Linked DNA regions of Triticum aestivum: region 2 is linked to region 1. The links are chromatin contacts, called in public Hi-C maps. All regions are on one chromosome and are shown on one strand. The core of a region is the stretch at or near the end of the contact, and the rest is flanking DNA. Distances in the headings are between cores, read along the strand shown. Region 1 has its middle 100 kb from the start of LOC123071956. Region 2 holds the start of LOC123071957 (selenium-binding protein 1).

Region 1 (7,603 bases), core at 2,369-4,868:
AGATGAATAATATGATGCAACCTCAATTCCATTTTTTTGTAGTTTTCTTTTATGAACCAAACTAGTGATAAACAAGAAACTAAAAGATTCGATTGCAAGATCTAAAGATATACCTTCATGCACTCACCTCCCCAGCAACGGCGCCAAAAGAGATTTTCGTTGACGGGGTGTGAGTGTCGCTTACCTAACCTCCCCAGCAACGGCGCCAGAAAAGAGCTTGATGTCTACTGCGCAACTTTATTCTTGTAGACATGTGTTGGGCCTCCAAGCATAGAGTTTTGTAGGAAGTAGCAATTTTTCCTCAAGTGGATGACCTAAGGTTTATCAATCCGTGGAAGGTGTAGGATGAAGATGGTCTCTCTCAAACAACCCTGCAACCAAATAATAAAAAGTCCCTTGTGTCCCCAACACACCAAATACAATGGTAATTTGTATAGGTGCACTAGTTCAGCAAAGAGATGGTGATACAAGTGTAATATGGATAGTAGATATTGGTTTTTGTAGTAAGCACAATAAAAAGATAGCAAGGTAGCAATTGATAAAACGGAGCACAAACAGTATTGAATGCTTGAAAATGACGCCTAGGGTTCGTACTTTCACTAGTGAAATCTCTCAAGAATGCTAATATAATTGGATCATATAACCATCCATCAACGTGCGATGAAGAATCACTCCAAAGTTGCTATCTAGCGGAGAACATAAGACGGAATTGTTTGTAGGGTACGAAACCACCTGAAAGCTATTCTTTCCGATCAATCTATCCTAGAGTTCACACTAAAATAACACCAAGATATTCTTTCCAATCGATCTAACCAAGAGTTCGTACTAAAATAACACCATATGATACACATCAACCAACTCTAATGTCACCGCAAGTATCCGTGAGTTGATTATGCGATATGCATCAAACAATTTCAGATTCATAATACTCAATCCAACACAAAGAACCTCAAAGAGTGCCCCAAAGATTTCTACCAGAGAAACAAAAGACGAGAATGTGCATCAACCCCTATGCATAGATTACCCCAATGTCACCTCGGGAATCTGCGTGTTGAGGGCCAAAACTATGACGCCCCCGATTCAATCGTACAATAATCATGCACGCAAATGTGTACGATCAAGATCAGGGACTCATGGGAAGATATCACAACACAACTCTAAAAGTAAAATAAGTCATAAAAGCATCATATTAGAAGCCAGGGGCCTCGAGGGCTCGAATACAAGTGCTTGACATAAACGAGTCAGCGGAAGCAACAATATCTGAGTACAGACATAAGTTAAACAAGTTGCCATAAGATGGCTAGCACAAACTGGGATACAGATCGAAAGAGGCGCAGGCCTCCTGCCTGGGATCCTCCTAACTACTCCTGGTCATCGTCAGCGGCCTGCACGTAGTAGTAGGCACCTCCAGTGTAGTATGAGTCATCGTCGACGGTGGCGTCTGTCTCCTAGGCTCCAACCTCTGGTTGCGGCATCCGAGAAGAAAAGGAAAGAGGGGGGAAAGAGGAAGCAAAGCAACCGTGAGTACTCATCCAAAGTACTTGCAAGCAAGGATCTACACTACATATGCATGGGTATATGTGTAAAGAGGCAATATCGGTGGGGTGAACTGCAGAATGCCAGAATAAGAGGGGGATAGCTAGTCCTATCGAAGACTACACTTCTGGCAGCCTCCGTCTTGCAGCATGTAGAAGAGAGTAGATTGAAGTCCTCCAAGCAGCATCGCATAGCATAATCCTACCCGGCGATCCTCCCCTCATCGCCCTGTGGAAAAGCGATCACCGGGTTGTCTGTGGAACTTGTCTGGGTGTGTTTTATTAAGTATCCGGTTCTAGTTGTCATAAGGTCAAGGTACAACTCCGGGTCATCCTTTTACCGAGGGACACGGCTATTCGAATAGATAAACTTCCCTGCATGGGTGCACCACATAACCCAACACGCTCGATCCCCTTTGGCCGCACACACTTTCCTAGGTCATGCCCGGCCTCGGAAGATCAACACGTCGCAGCCCCACCTAGGCACAACAGAGAGGTTAGCACGCCGGTCTAAATCTATGCGCGCAGGGGTCTCGGCCCATCGCCCATTGCACACCTGCACGTTGCGTGGGCGGCCGGAAGCAGATCTATCCCCCTTAATACAAGAGCAGGCTTACGGTCCAATCCGGGGGGCGCCGCTCAGTCGCTGACGTCACGAAGGCTTCGGCTGATACCACGACGTCGAGTGCCCATAACGGTTCCCGCGTAGTTGGTTAGTGCATATAGGCTAGTGGCCAGACTCAGATAAAATACCAAGATCTCGTTAAGCGTGTTATTATGAAGTAACCGCGAACGCCGCCCAGGGCCAGGACCACCTCTTGCCTAGGTGGTCTCAACCTGGCCTGTCGCTTCGCCACAAAGTAACAGTCAGGAGCCGTCGGGAACCCAGGCCCACCTCTACCGTGATGGAGCCACCTGTCCTTCCAGCCCCCATATCTGAATCACTTGCGGGTACTCAACGAGCCGACCCGACTTTAGTCACCATCAGTATAGTATGTATATATGTATAGTATATGCCCGTCATCACCTCCCGAGTGATCACGGCCCGATAGTATAGCAAGGCAGACTGACAAGAATGTAGGGTCAACGATGATAAACTAGCATCCTATACTAAGCATTTAGGATTGCGGGTAAGGTATCAAGGATTGTATCAACAATGACAGACTATGCAACATAATAGGAGTAACTGAACAGTAACATGCTACACTACTCTAATGCAAGCAGTAGAGATAAGAATAGGCAATATCTGGTGATCAGGGGGGCTCGCCTGGTTGCTTTGGCAAGAAGGAGGGGTCGTCAACTCCGTAGTCGAACTAGGGTCGCCGGCAGTCCCGGGTTCTACCGGAAAGAAGTAACGGAGGGGGAACACAATAAATAACAAAGCAATCAAAGCATCAGAAAGCATAACATGGCAATACGCGGTGCTAGGTGTGCCCTAACGCGGTAGTAGGTGATACCGGCGAAAGGGGGAAACATCCGGGAAAGTATCCCCGGTGTTTCGCGTTTTCGGACAGGTGAACCAGAGGTGAAATATTGCAGGTTCAATATGCTAGGGATGTGTGGTGGACGAACGGGCTGCTTATTCGGATTCGTCTCGTTGTTTTGAGCAACTTTCATGCAGAAAACATTTTCATCTGAGCTACGATTTATTTTCTATGTTTTTCTAAAGTTTTAATCATTTTCTAATTTATTATTATTAAATTAATTCGAAATTAGTATTATTGCATCAGCATAACGTCACCATGATGTCAGCAGTCAACACAGGTGTTGACTGGTCAAACTGACGTGAGGGCCCCGCCTGTCATTGACTGATTAACTAACTATCAGGTAATATTTACCTAATTTTTTTTATATATTATATATTATATATTATATATATATATATATATATATTATATATATATATATATATATATATAATAATAATAAAGAGAATCGGGTTTCTGCCGTACGTCGTCGCGCACGATTTTGCATTAAAACCCCTCGGTTTACATTAAATTAATCCGCAATCACTGTTTTAGTAAGTGTGTATATAACGTTACATTTTGTAGAAAACCCCCTGTATTCATTAGATTTGCATCCGCTGTCCTCGTAGTCTTATCCAGTTCTCTGGCAATGGCGATGGCGATGGCGATGGAGACGGCGACGGGTTTCTCTGGCGATGGAGACGGCGACGGGTTGAGGGCTACGGGGACGCCGCGGCGAGGAGGGGCAGGTGCTGCGGAGACGGCGCGGTGAGGTGGGGCAGTGGCGGTTGTGCGGCGAGGCAGGGCAGGTGCTGCAGAGACGGTGCATGGCGAGGCGCGACAGTGGCGTCGCGGGCGAGCATGGAGGACGCCGGAGCAGAGGACGACAGCTCCTGCCGTCGCTTCTGTCCGCGCACGCCCGCGTGCTCGCCTCCGTCCGCGCCCGCGCCGGAGCGCTGCTTTCTACGCGCGCTCGCGTGCTCGCCTCCGTCCGCGCCCTTCAGCTCGCCTCTGCCCGCCACGCCCTTCAGCTCGCCTCCGTCCGCGTCCTGCCGCGTCCCAACCGCGCCGGGAGACCGCCTCTACCTGCCGTGCTTGCCTTTGCTCACGCCCTGCCGGACGGAAAGAGAAGGGAGAGGTGAGGTGCGGCGGTGTCCTGCTGCTGCTCGCTGGTGGCTTTCCGGCCATAGGCGCGAGGTGGGGGCTCTGTCCGGCGGTTTCCCATGACATCTACTACCGGAAGGCCAAGGAGGAGGGGTGGAGGGCTCGCAGCGCCTTCAAGCTCATGCAGATCGACCAGGAGTTCAACATCTTCCACGGTCTCGTCTCAACCCAATCAGCTCGCTCGCCTTCCTGCCACTTTGCTTCCATTGGTGTGCAGCATCAAATTAACCACATGCTGCTTTCGTTTTGTTGTTCATGCGTGCAGGAGTGAAGCGTGCCGTTGACCTGTGCGCTGCTCCTGGGAGCTGGAGCCAGGTATTCACATGCTCGGTTTCCCCCATCCATGCTTGCATCCCTTTGATCAATTGCTTATCTCAATCGCAATTGCAGATTTTGAGCCGCAATTTCTTTGTATCTACCGGCAAAGCTATCATCTGACGACAAGTGAGTAGCAACGTCAGTGCAAACATCTTATGTTCTAACATAATTTCATTCTTTATATCTGATTGTTTCTGTGCTCTGCTTATACCAGACATGGTGGCCGGAATTGATCTGCAACCGATGGCTCCGATAGAAGGTGTTATACAAGTGCAGGGCGACATCACCAATGCTCGGGTAGGGGAAGTGGTGAGATGGATAGATCAACTCATAGACCAATGCTCGGGCAGGGCGACATCACCAATACTTTTGCTTGTATTGCTGTAACAGATGTACATATGCTGCCAGGTTATCAGGGACTTTGATGGATGTAAAGCAGACTTGGTTGTGTGTGATGCTGCCCTGATGGTAAGCTTGCATTGCTAGACAAGTGGTCCATAACCATCTTACATGTGTTTATGGTACTTCTGTTTCTTACTTTGCTTTGGATGATTGCAGTTACTGGACTTCATGATATGGACGAGTTTGTTCAGTCTTCAGTCCTAGCTTATATTGGCAGTTGGTATAATTTTCTCTGTCTCTGCATGTCAATTTAGATCAGATATACTTTCTGGAAGTAATTTGCAGTATCCATAAGATGCGGTGTCCAAAAATAATGCTACCTTAACCCTGAAGTTTATGTTTAGCATTCTGCCTTAAAATGTTCACTTTCGGTGCAATAGCTTCTTTGTATTTTTTATATTGAACATTGGACCATTTTTACTCAACCTTTGGATAATTTGTTGCTGATTATGTTGTAGAACAACCTGGTGTAACTATGGTTTCACTAACTTGTCATATTTTCCACTATTATCCTTCCTGCTTCCATCTACCTTGTTGCCCCATCTCCCCTCTACCAAATCCCAGCCTCATGGTGGATTCATCTACATGTAGTTAATATCCTAGCGCTAAACCACCCAGCTGCACATGACTTGTTATGGACCATTTGTTATTCTTCAGGAATCCATACCTCCAGCAGTGCTCCTGGAGACCATCCACCCGAAGTTCATCTCTCTACCACTCGCTTTGTTCAGTACTTTTAAATACTCTTATCATGTTCTTTTCAGCGGTTAGAGCCCACAACTAAGATATGTTTGCTTCACACTAATGTTTGTAATCCGCCTATATGGTTCCTTATTTTATCATGTCCACGTTTATAATTCTCTGGTGCAGCAAAGCTGACCGATATTAGATGTTAACCTTTTTTTGAGCCAAAGCTTCCAGTATTGTACTAATTATATGTGCTCTTTGGTGCAGCGCTCACTGAACATATTGATATGTAAGTCAATTTAACAAATAACTCTTTGCTTTTTCGTGGTGGCGCAAATACATCAAATTTATCATCACCTAGAACCGAACATTGGATTCTTTTTGCCTGCATGTCAACACTACCGCAAATGACGATGATACTGCATAGTTATCCAGTTAGTTTTGTGAGAACTAATATGATAACTACTGGAACTAATAGGATAAACTATAGTAGTACTGTTGCATTGGAATACATGATTCTCTGGTTGGTACTAGGCATGATGCTTGCATTCAATATCTAGAATCCTGCACCACAAACCATATGTTTGTGATCCCTACATATGGTGTTCCAGTGGTGAAACCTGGAGCATATACTATATGCACATATATTTTTGTTATACATCAGGCATACATTGGATGGGCGAGCCGTACAAATAAGAGTCAATCTGATTATGGTTTAGTTACATATACTTTTTGTTTTCTTTTGGTGTGTAGTCATCTCTTATAGTGACCACACATTAGTACATATAAATTCAATTTTATGATCACGGTTAAAATGAACAAGGTTCCTGCTCTATGGTATTTATGGTTTGTGATATGTAACAGTGAGCTGCACTATTTTTTTTCATCCTATTAGCAAAGCATCATTTTTGTTTTCGAGAAGATTTGATGATAGTGCAACTTATAAACTTACTCCAGAATGGACCGATGTTAATAATTCTTTTGTTAGATATTGGTCAATAGATTTCATGATTTAACTCCCTTGATATTTTAAGTTGCTTCAGTTTGGGCTGCATACAGTACAAGCTTCACTGTATATTCAGATGTACAGGATGGGAGACGTGCATATCATGCTGGTTTTCTACTCTACAATTTTGCGCAGCCATGGTGTCAATTTTGAACTGGCATTAGACTGGACTGTAAGATGTTTTAATGCATGTGAACATGGCCTAATTTATTAATAAAAAGAACTATATATGGTACTACTGTATGTGAAATGCATATGTTTGCTGGATAATTGTTATTATTTTTAAAGATAGTTCTACTCCCTCCTTTCCTGTTTATAGGGCTTATCTCAAAATTTTAGTTTTTCCATTTTATAAGGCTCAATTTGGTTGTTCCCCATCACATGTTCAGATTTCAAGGTGCATTAAATCATTGCATGCAAGTATTAAGAGAAAATTGACCAATGCATGTACTTTATGCATGCATGCATTGCAATTAATGCATTGGTAAGCATAATGTTTTAAGGAAAACAAGAACATTAATTGTGTGCTTTTGCAAACTACAAAAAATATTCCACCACTCACCATCTATCTTGGTTGGTGAGATTTTTGAATTGAGCCCTATAAACCGGAAAGGAGGGAGTATTGGCCTTGCTGGACAAGGAAATTTCCCCCTTTATTTTGTTTTTATATCAAACATATCGTGTTTATGTTTTTATGATGATCACATTGTAGTTCCCTTGTGATTCTGATCACAAGTGATAATCTATAATCCAGCATGTTTGCCAGAAAAGAGGATTAAAAGATAAAAAGCATATGTTTCTGAAGTTTACACCTGTTTTGCAAGGCCCCCATATGAATACATTACCAATGGAGTACTATTATTGTCCATGATTTTTTTATTACAATATGTTTGCTCTTTGAGGAGCTTGAAAAAGAATATATCTCAAGCGCATTGTATGAGTCTTTAGAAGAAAACACATACAAGGCTTCAAGAGGAAGGAAAAACAGAACAAGCTAGGAAAGACTTTGTTGAGGGTGTAGAACT
Region 2 (7,603 bases), core at 2,058-4,557, 270 kb before region 1:
AGCTGAATCATCTGCGGCCCACCTCTAAGCCGATGCCCCTGAATACAAGACAGATGTTATGTCAGAGTAATGTTGAGTGACTAGAAATAACTATGTTCCAAATATTGCAGTTTCATTGGATCATTCGGTTTAGTTGAGACAAATATAGCAGCATTGCAAGCCGGATGTGTTCCAGTAGGTACTTGAATCACTCATCAGTTGAACTATATGTAACCAGTATTGACTTGTAAAATCTGGTTATTTTTGTATAAAAGATACACAAGATATCCTGAAGAATGTAACTTATGTAGGAGTACGAAGCAATTAAGATTTAAGAGTACTGTAGAGTTTACCTTGACTTCAGGCACAGCATACTGCTCTTCTTTGTCATCGTCGGTCACATAGACAACATCACTGCCCTTTTGAAGAAGCCCACCTACAAACACTTGTCCAGCCAACACAGGCTTTGCAGGGTCCTCAATGTTGTACTGCCTGATATCCCCATGAAGCCAATTGACCAAGTAGAGATAACGGTCATCGAGAGAGATGACAAAGTCAGTTATCAATCCTGGCATTTCTGGCAGTATCCAGTTGCGCACCTTCAACGGTTTTATGGATATAGCTACCTACAAATACAGGCATATAGAAGTGTCAATAAGATGGAAAATGAACTTCACACTATGTAGAAAAGAAGTAGGCATTATTAGAACGTAGTTGCGGACAAACCTCATGGCTCCATGATCCATCTGCAGTTTTGAAGAATCTCACCATGTTGCTTGTTAAAGCACAGCCAACATAGCCAGTGTCCTTTGATGGATCATGTAAAAACCTCACCTGCAGAGAAGATAAGAAGAGGACTATGGTTATATGATATATGGGTGCATTATTAGACTCCTACTTGATAAGTTGATAGTTGATACACACCTCCAGCGGAAGAAGACCTGTGCTCCCTAGATCCAGTGTCTGCTTGAGCTCACCACCAGGCCAGTCATACACATGCAGGTGCCTTCCATAGAGACCATCCTGGACATGCTGGAGATCAAAACCTGTCCTGAAAGCTGCCGGGGCTCCCCATGAAGAGCTGATCATCGTCTTGTGACGAGGCTGGTACCAGAAATCATAGCCAAACAAGGGGCTGTGACCTGGCTTTTCCCAACTACAAGTAGCAAATAGTTAAATCAGTACAGTTGGAGCCACTAAAAGCTGTCTATTTCGGAAAAATAAGGCATCAATAATAGGAATACTAAAGTTTTTCAAAGCTGAAATATTACTGAAGATTTTGTAAGATGTAAATAAGCATGGGGTGGTTGGATGATTCTGATATGCTGAGATGGTTTCATGATGAAGTGATAATATGCTACAGTATGCATTTTGAAATATGTTATGTTTCCAAGTCATTGGTACCCAAATTGTGGGCAAAAATCTTACCGTCCTTTGACGTTAAATTCTGAATCCAGCAAGAGAAAGCCATTGCCAGCAGCATTTCCCTCCTTGTCTCCCAGACAAGAAATCATTATGTCACCGGTTGCAAGGCAATGGGATGTGTGAGGGAACCCAAGCCCGGTCTTCTCAGCAATGTCCTCAGCCTGGACAACCTTGTGCAGAGCAGGCGCCCTCGGATTCTTCGCAGTGTCGACCACATACAAACGGCCAGACCTGTGAACAGCCACCAAAGCAGCATTACAGACTCAGCTAAAATTCAACCGTTCATCCATTTGATCGCCGTCGCTCCATAAATACTCACAGCAACGAAGGAAGAATCAAGAAGCGCCGGCTCGTGGATGGATCGCCGTGGCAGGAGCTGCAGGCGTTCCAGCCAGAGTGATGCAGCTCGTCGCCGATGTGGGTCGCCTGGAGCCTGTGGATCACCTGGGAGTAGGTCGCTGAATTTGGGTCGACGTCCACCGTGGCCAGGTAATCCGGCTTGTCGATTCCAGTACCTGCAAAATTCAGTACAATCAGGCAATCAGCAAAACTTCACACAATCAGGCAATCAACCTGTACAAAGGCACACCGGCACATCTCTTCTCATGTTCACATGGTTTGTTCTGCCTTCAGAAACTGCCATGAAGAGAGGCCATGTGAAGCTCAGAGACAGACAGGGACTGAACTAGACGGTTCTGAATGATCCACGACACAGCCTACTTGGACTCTTGTGTAACAGCAAATGGCAGTCTCTGCCATGGAGGGCACATGCATGCTGCGTGCATATGTACAGTACATATCAGAATTAAGACTGTCTATATGGCTACCCATTACATTAAGTTCGACGGGCTAAAAATACTCCAGCCCAGTATCTACACCAAAGCACGAAAAATTGCACATCTCTGACGAAAAAAGATGCCATATTGCGGAGTAATTGGAGATCTGAGCCAAGGCTCTTTTTTTCTTAGCGTGGACCAAGGCTTATTATTAGGAAGTTAGAATAGCAAAGCATATGCCAATATTCTTGCTGTCCTCGTTTAGTCATTTTTGACACCCATGTTAGGAATTTAATATGTTTACTCATTTGATTCAAATATTAGGATTTAATCCTGGAAGTCTCGCTTTCTCAATTAGGAGTAATATGGAATCTGAGTATATTAGAAAGAGACTTCCAGGATTAAATTAAGTGGCATGTCCATCTCAGATTCTCAGTCCAGTCCTGGTTAAGTTAAGCCCGTGCAAGCTCCTGTTGCTGCTGCTGTTGTTGTACTACTCTACGTCTCGATACTTAATTATAAAAAATTGTAACTGAATCCTAATTGCTCGCCGAGATCTAGGCGCAAACCGCACTGCGGGTGTCAGCGGTGTGCGCGTGCGTTGGCCGTGCGTATGAGTAGCCTTTTTTCCGGGGTTGGAACTTGGAACTTGGAAGAGGAGGGTCGGGCGGAAGGAAGGATTAGTACCATTGTAGACGCAGGTGACGTAGAGGAGCCCCTCCCGCGGGCCCTTCTCCATGGCCTCCCTGGGCGTGGCGTACCCGGGCCCCTTCGCCGCGCAGCACCTCGCCCCGGCGCCGTTCGCCTTCGCCGCCACCGGCACCGCTGCGTCGACCACCGCTGCGGCCATCTGCGATCTCAGGACGCCCGAAATAATTAACCCTCTGCCGGTAGGAAAACGCGGCCGCCGGAGAGCAGCTGACGGAGGAGAGAGCCGAGCTCAGTGCTGACTCACCGGAGCGTAGGAGGAGGTAGTTGGTTTTTCTTCTGTTGTGCGAGAGGAACAGAGGAGAGAAGAGATACGGTGGTGGTGGGACTGCCCGCCCGGGAGACGGGGGTAATTATAGAGGGGAGGCTAACTTAGGCCGCCACGTGCGCGGAGGGGATGCCGCGAGACGCGCCTCGCGATGCGTGCGGGTGGCTATAGGGGAAAAGGGAGGCGTGGCGAGTGAACCTGGGCCCGGGGCGTGGGCAAGGCGTCGTCGTATCTGGACTATAAGGGCATCTCCAACAGTTGTAAGATAGGTGTTGATAAATTTATCATCTAGGACATAGTGATGATGTGGCATGCATTGAATGTGGAGAGAGAGCAAAGTTGTATGTAGATTAACCAACAACTTTTGCACAAGCTTCAAGGTGAAATAGAAAGAAATCACATTTATTTTCTCATCATCGATTGGATAGTTTACATACAACCCATTGGGATGGTTGTATGATAACTTATTGGTTGATGACATGAACATTTTACGAACAGGACTAACATACAACCTATTGAAGATGCCCTAATGCGGCTGCCTGCGTGGCGGGCGGGATCGATCCGTCCACGAACTGGGGTTGGAGAAAGCTTGGACCCTGGCACGGTGGATGGATGGCGACGCAGCGAGCGGTCCGTGGCGGTGGCTCGGCGCGTCTCCGTCCGCGGCCTCGCGGTCGCAGCCGTGAGCCGTCCGTCTTGGCCTGAGCGCGTACGTAGGCGCGCACGCACGCCACCGGCTCACGCCAAACGGACCGTCCCGTCATCCCGTGTGTGTCTGCGTGTGCAACGGACGCTGCAGCTTTGCATTTTTCGTAGCAGGAAATTGGCACTTTAATTCGTAAAATACTATACTTCCCTAAAAAAAATCGTATTACTACTCATTTTTGGAATGAATTTGTAATATTACCTTCGTCCCAAAAAGTTTTATCTAGATACATATGTATCTAACACTGAAACATGTCTAGTCACATCCGTATCTAGATAAATCAAAGTCAAGCTTTTTGAGACGAATGAAGTGCTTGTGCTCTATAATTTTAGTTTGTGCTCCCTCCGTCCCAAGTTATATTTGTATTTAAATAAATCAAAGATAACGGATGTAACGGAGTATATCTCTATGCATGCATGGTCGGCCATTTCACATTTTCTAAAATGTGCATCCAATGACATTTTGCTTATACAAAAATATGAGATGGTCTTGTATCTGCCCGGACAACCTGGACTCCTGGAGGGTCCGGTTGAAGATGGTTTTACAGCAACAGAGCTCTTCGTGCCATGCGTTTTAGCAACCCCGAGCTTTGCGGCTAGTCCACGAACGCCACGCTCGGCTCTACCAACCGAGGGATGGCTAAGCTGGCCAGCGGCTCGATCGTTACGTGCTCTGCTCTACCACTTCTGATCTCTTGTGGCACTTTGCGATTTTGCCTCTGAGTCACCGATGCATATCCCAGGCCTCAATGCATATCCCAGGGCGTGGCCTGATAAGGATGCATGCCCTAAAACACGTCAGCCAATAACACACGACGGAAAACTCCAAACTCACACGATCAAGCAACCAGCAAGCGCCCAAATCTGGTGCTATCAGTTTTAAGCTATCTGTCCGGATGGCACGGATCTGCTAGGCTGCTAGCTAGTTGCCCATGAACAAGGACTTTACGTGCTGCCAGCTTCCACGTCCATCACGAGGCGAGTATAATAGCCCTGCATGCATGGTTATCTTGATCTCTGACACGGGTGGGGGTTTGTGGTGGCGAGGGCTGCTCTGGCCGGTTCTCAGAATCGTCCCTTTCCTCAGCTTCTCCCAGAATCGTCACTTTATAAAAAAAATTATAATCCTATCTAGTTAACGTCTAATTAGATAGGCGTGCGGCCGGTGCAGATAGATTATCGATGCATTATCTCCCCTCACACGGTCAGCTGGCGGTCTGGCTGGCATGATTCCATTGGGTAAAGAGAACACAATGATCAGGCTCGGAGAGCTGAGCCAGATTTGTGTAGAGAAGAGCATGATTAGTGAGGACAGGAGCCATCTGAGAGGAGTAATAATTAATCAGTTGATACATGGATGGGTGAAGCGCAACAGTTAACCGAGTGAAGATTGCTGTGCTAGCTGCAGAATCACAGAAAATCTAGTTGATTGACATCTCATCTGACTGTATATACTAGTCACTGTGTGTAGCATACGGTAGATTATTTTACATGTCTGCGTACGCTTTTTTTTAAAGAGCATACGCTGACTCCAACGCCGATCCTCAGCGCGCATCTGTATTGATCCGCTTACCGGCCCGCAGTAAACTGAAGATAAAGTGGGGGGCTTTGCCGATGTCCGGTTCGTTGTCACATCCGTGTCTGACTGCCCTGGCCATCACAAACCCCCACCCGCCTCTCCGGTGCTTTCCATCGAACACCCGTGTCATTTATCGCGCCGCATTCATGCCGGGCCAGGGCATGTAGCGACCGACATTAATGCCCGCGATTTGACTGGACGGGAGGGCGACGCTGACGGACGTAACCTCTCGAGCGTCGCCGCTTCAATGCAAACGCCGCGTCCCAAGAAACTAAATCCAGCCGCTATGGTGCATTGAAGCGGGTTGGACGCCCCTTCGCCTGACCTGGCCGCGGCTATTTAAGTCGCGCGCCAGTGACGTACAGAACCACACTCCCTCTCCCCGAGCACTGTCCCCCTCCTGGTCATCGTCCCGAGCCCTTCCTCCTTGATACATCTCCAACGTATCTATAATTTTTGATTGTTCCATGCTGTTATATTATCTGTTTTGGATGTTTAATGGGCTTTAATATGCTCTTTTATATTTTTTTGGGACTAACTTATTAACCGAGGGCCCAGTGCCAGTTTCTGTTTTTTTGCCTATTTTAGAATTTTGTAGAAAAAGAATACCAAATGGAGTCCAAACGGAATGAAACCTTCGCGATGATCTTTGTTGGACCGAAAGCAAACCAGAAGACTTGGAGTTGAAGTCAGAGACGCAACGAGGCGTCCACGAGGCAGGAGGGTGCGCCTAGGGGGTAGGCGCGCCCCCACCCTCGTGGGCCACTCGTAGCTCCACGGACCTAGTTCTTTCGCCTATATATACCCTTATACCCTAAAAACATCAGAGGGAGCCACGAAACCACTTTTCCACCGCCGCAACCTTCTATACCATGAGATCCCATCTTGGGGCCTTTTTCGGCGATCTGCCGGAGGGGGAATCGATCACGGAGGGCTTCTACATCAACACCATTGCCTCTCCGATGAAGCGTGAGTAGTTTACCACAGACCTTCGGGTCCATAGTTATTAGCTAGATGACTTCTTCTCTTTCTTTGATTCTCAATACAAAGTTCTCCTCGATGTTCTTGGAGATCTATTCGATGTAATATTCTTTTGCGATGTGTTTGCCAAGATCTGATAAATTGTGGATTTATGAACAAGATTATCTATGAATATTATTTGGTTCTTCTCTGAATTCTTATATGCATGATTTGATATCTTAGCAAGCCTCTTCGAATTATCGGTTTAGTTTGGCCTACTAAATTGATCTTTCTTGCAATGGGAGAAGTGCTTAGCTTTGGGTTCAATCTAGCGGTGTCCTTTCCCGTTGACAGTAGGGGCAGCAAGGCACGTATTGTATTGTTGTCATCGAGGATAAAAAGATGGGGTTTATATCATATTGCTTGAGTTTATCCCTCTATATAATGTCATCTTGCTTAATGTGTTACTCCGTTCTTATGAACTTAATACTCTAGATGCATGCTGGATAGCGGTCGATGTGTGGAGTAATAGTAGTAGATGCAGAATCGTTTTGGTCTACTTGACACGGCCGTGATGCCTATGTTCATGGTCATCGCCTTAGATGTCATCATAATTATGCGCTTTTCTATCAATTGCTCGGCAGTAATTTGTTCACCCACCGTAATACATGATATCTCGAGAGAAGCCACTAGTGAAACCTATGGCCGCCGGGTCTCTTTTCCATTATATTGCATCTCTTTTCCATATTGTTGAATCTCGTTTACTATTTTGCAATCTTTACTTTCCAATCTATATATAAAAAATACCAAAAATATTTACTTTATTATCTTTATAAGATCTCACTTTTGCGAGTGACTGTGAAGGGATTGACAACCTCTTTATCGCGTTGGTTGCAAGTTCTTAATTGTTTGTGCAGGTATTCGGTGACTTGCGCGTCGTCTCCTACTGATTGATACCTTGGTTCTCAAAACTGAGAGAAATACTTACACTACTTTGCTGCATCACCCTTTCCTCTTCAAGGGAAAACCAACGCAAAGCTCAAGAGGTAGCAAGAAGAATTTTTGGCGTCATTGCCGGGGAGATCTACGCCAAGTCAAGCTATACCAAGTACCCATCATAAACTCTTCTCCCTTGCATTACATTATTTGGCATTCGCCTCTTGTTTTCCTCTCCCTACTTCTAAAACGATTTTTGAAAACCTT

The links. Hi-C and Micro-C count contacts between places; a contact is called where the count stands out from the background.
Region 2: a contact with region 1 is called in a Hi-C map of leaf, with 8 times the contacts expected there. The contact joins the promoter of LOC123071957 here to the enhancer-like site in region 1. A contact is called at or near these places in 2 of 5 Hi-C or Micro-C datasets (both in leaf).

Annotation. Positions count from the first base shown.
Region 1 is chr3B:714,699,191-714,706,793 of IWGSC CS RefSeq v2.1, reverse strand. It overlaps the pseudogene LOC123067746. Among protein-coding and RNA genes, the nearest start is that of LOC123071956, 100 kb to the right of the region's middle. Within about 2 kb of position 3,618, at least 7 of the 8 cell types and tissues checked have an H3K27ac peak or open chromatin away from gene starts, as enhancers often do. A contact at or near this core is called in leaf, where this site is marked.
Region 2 is chr3B:714,964,516-714,972,118 of IWGSC CS RefSeq v2.1, reverse strand. LOC123071957 (selenium-binding protein 1) reads right to left here and starts at 3,307. Exons shown (of 8, transcript XM_044495537.1): 1 at 3,136-3,307; 2 at 2,868-3,030; 3 at 1,724-1,919; 4 at 1,408-1,635; 5 at 904-1,135; 6 at 706-813; 7 at 333-605; 8 at 1-38. The coding sequence starts at 3,030.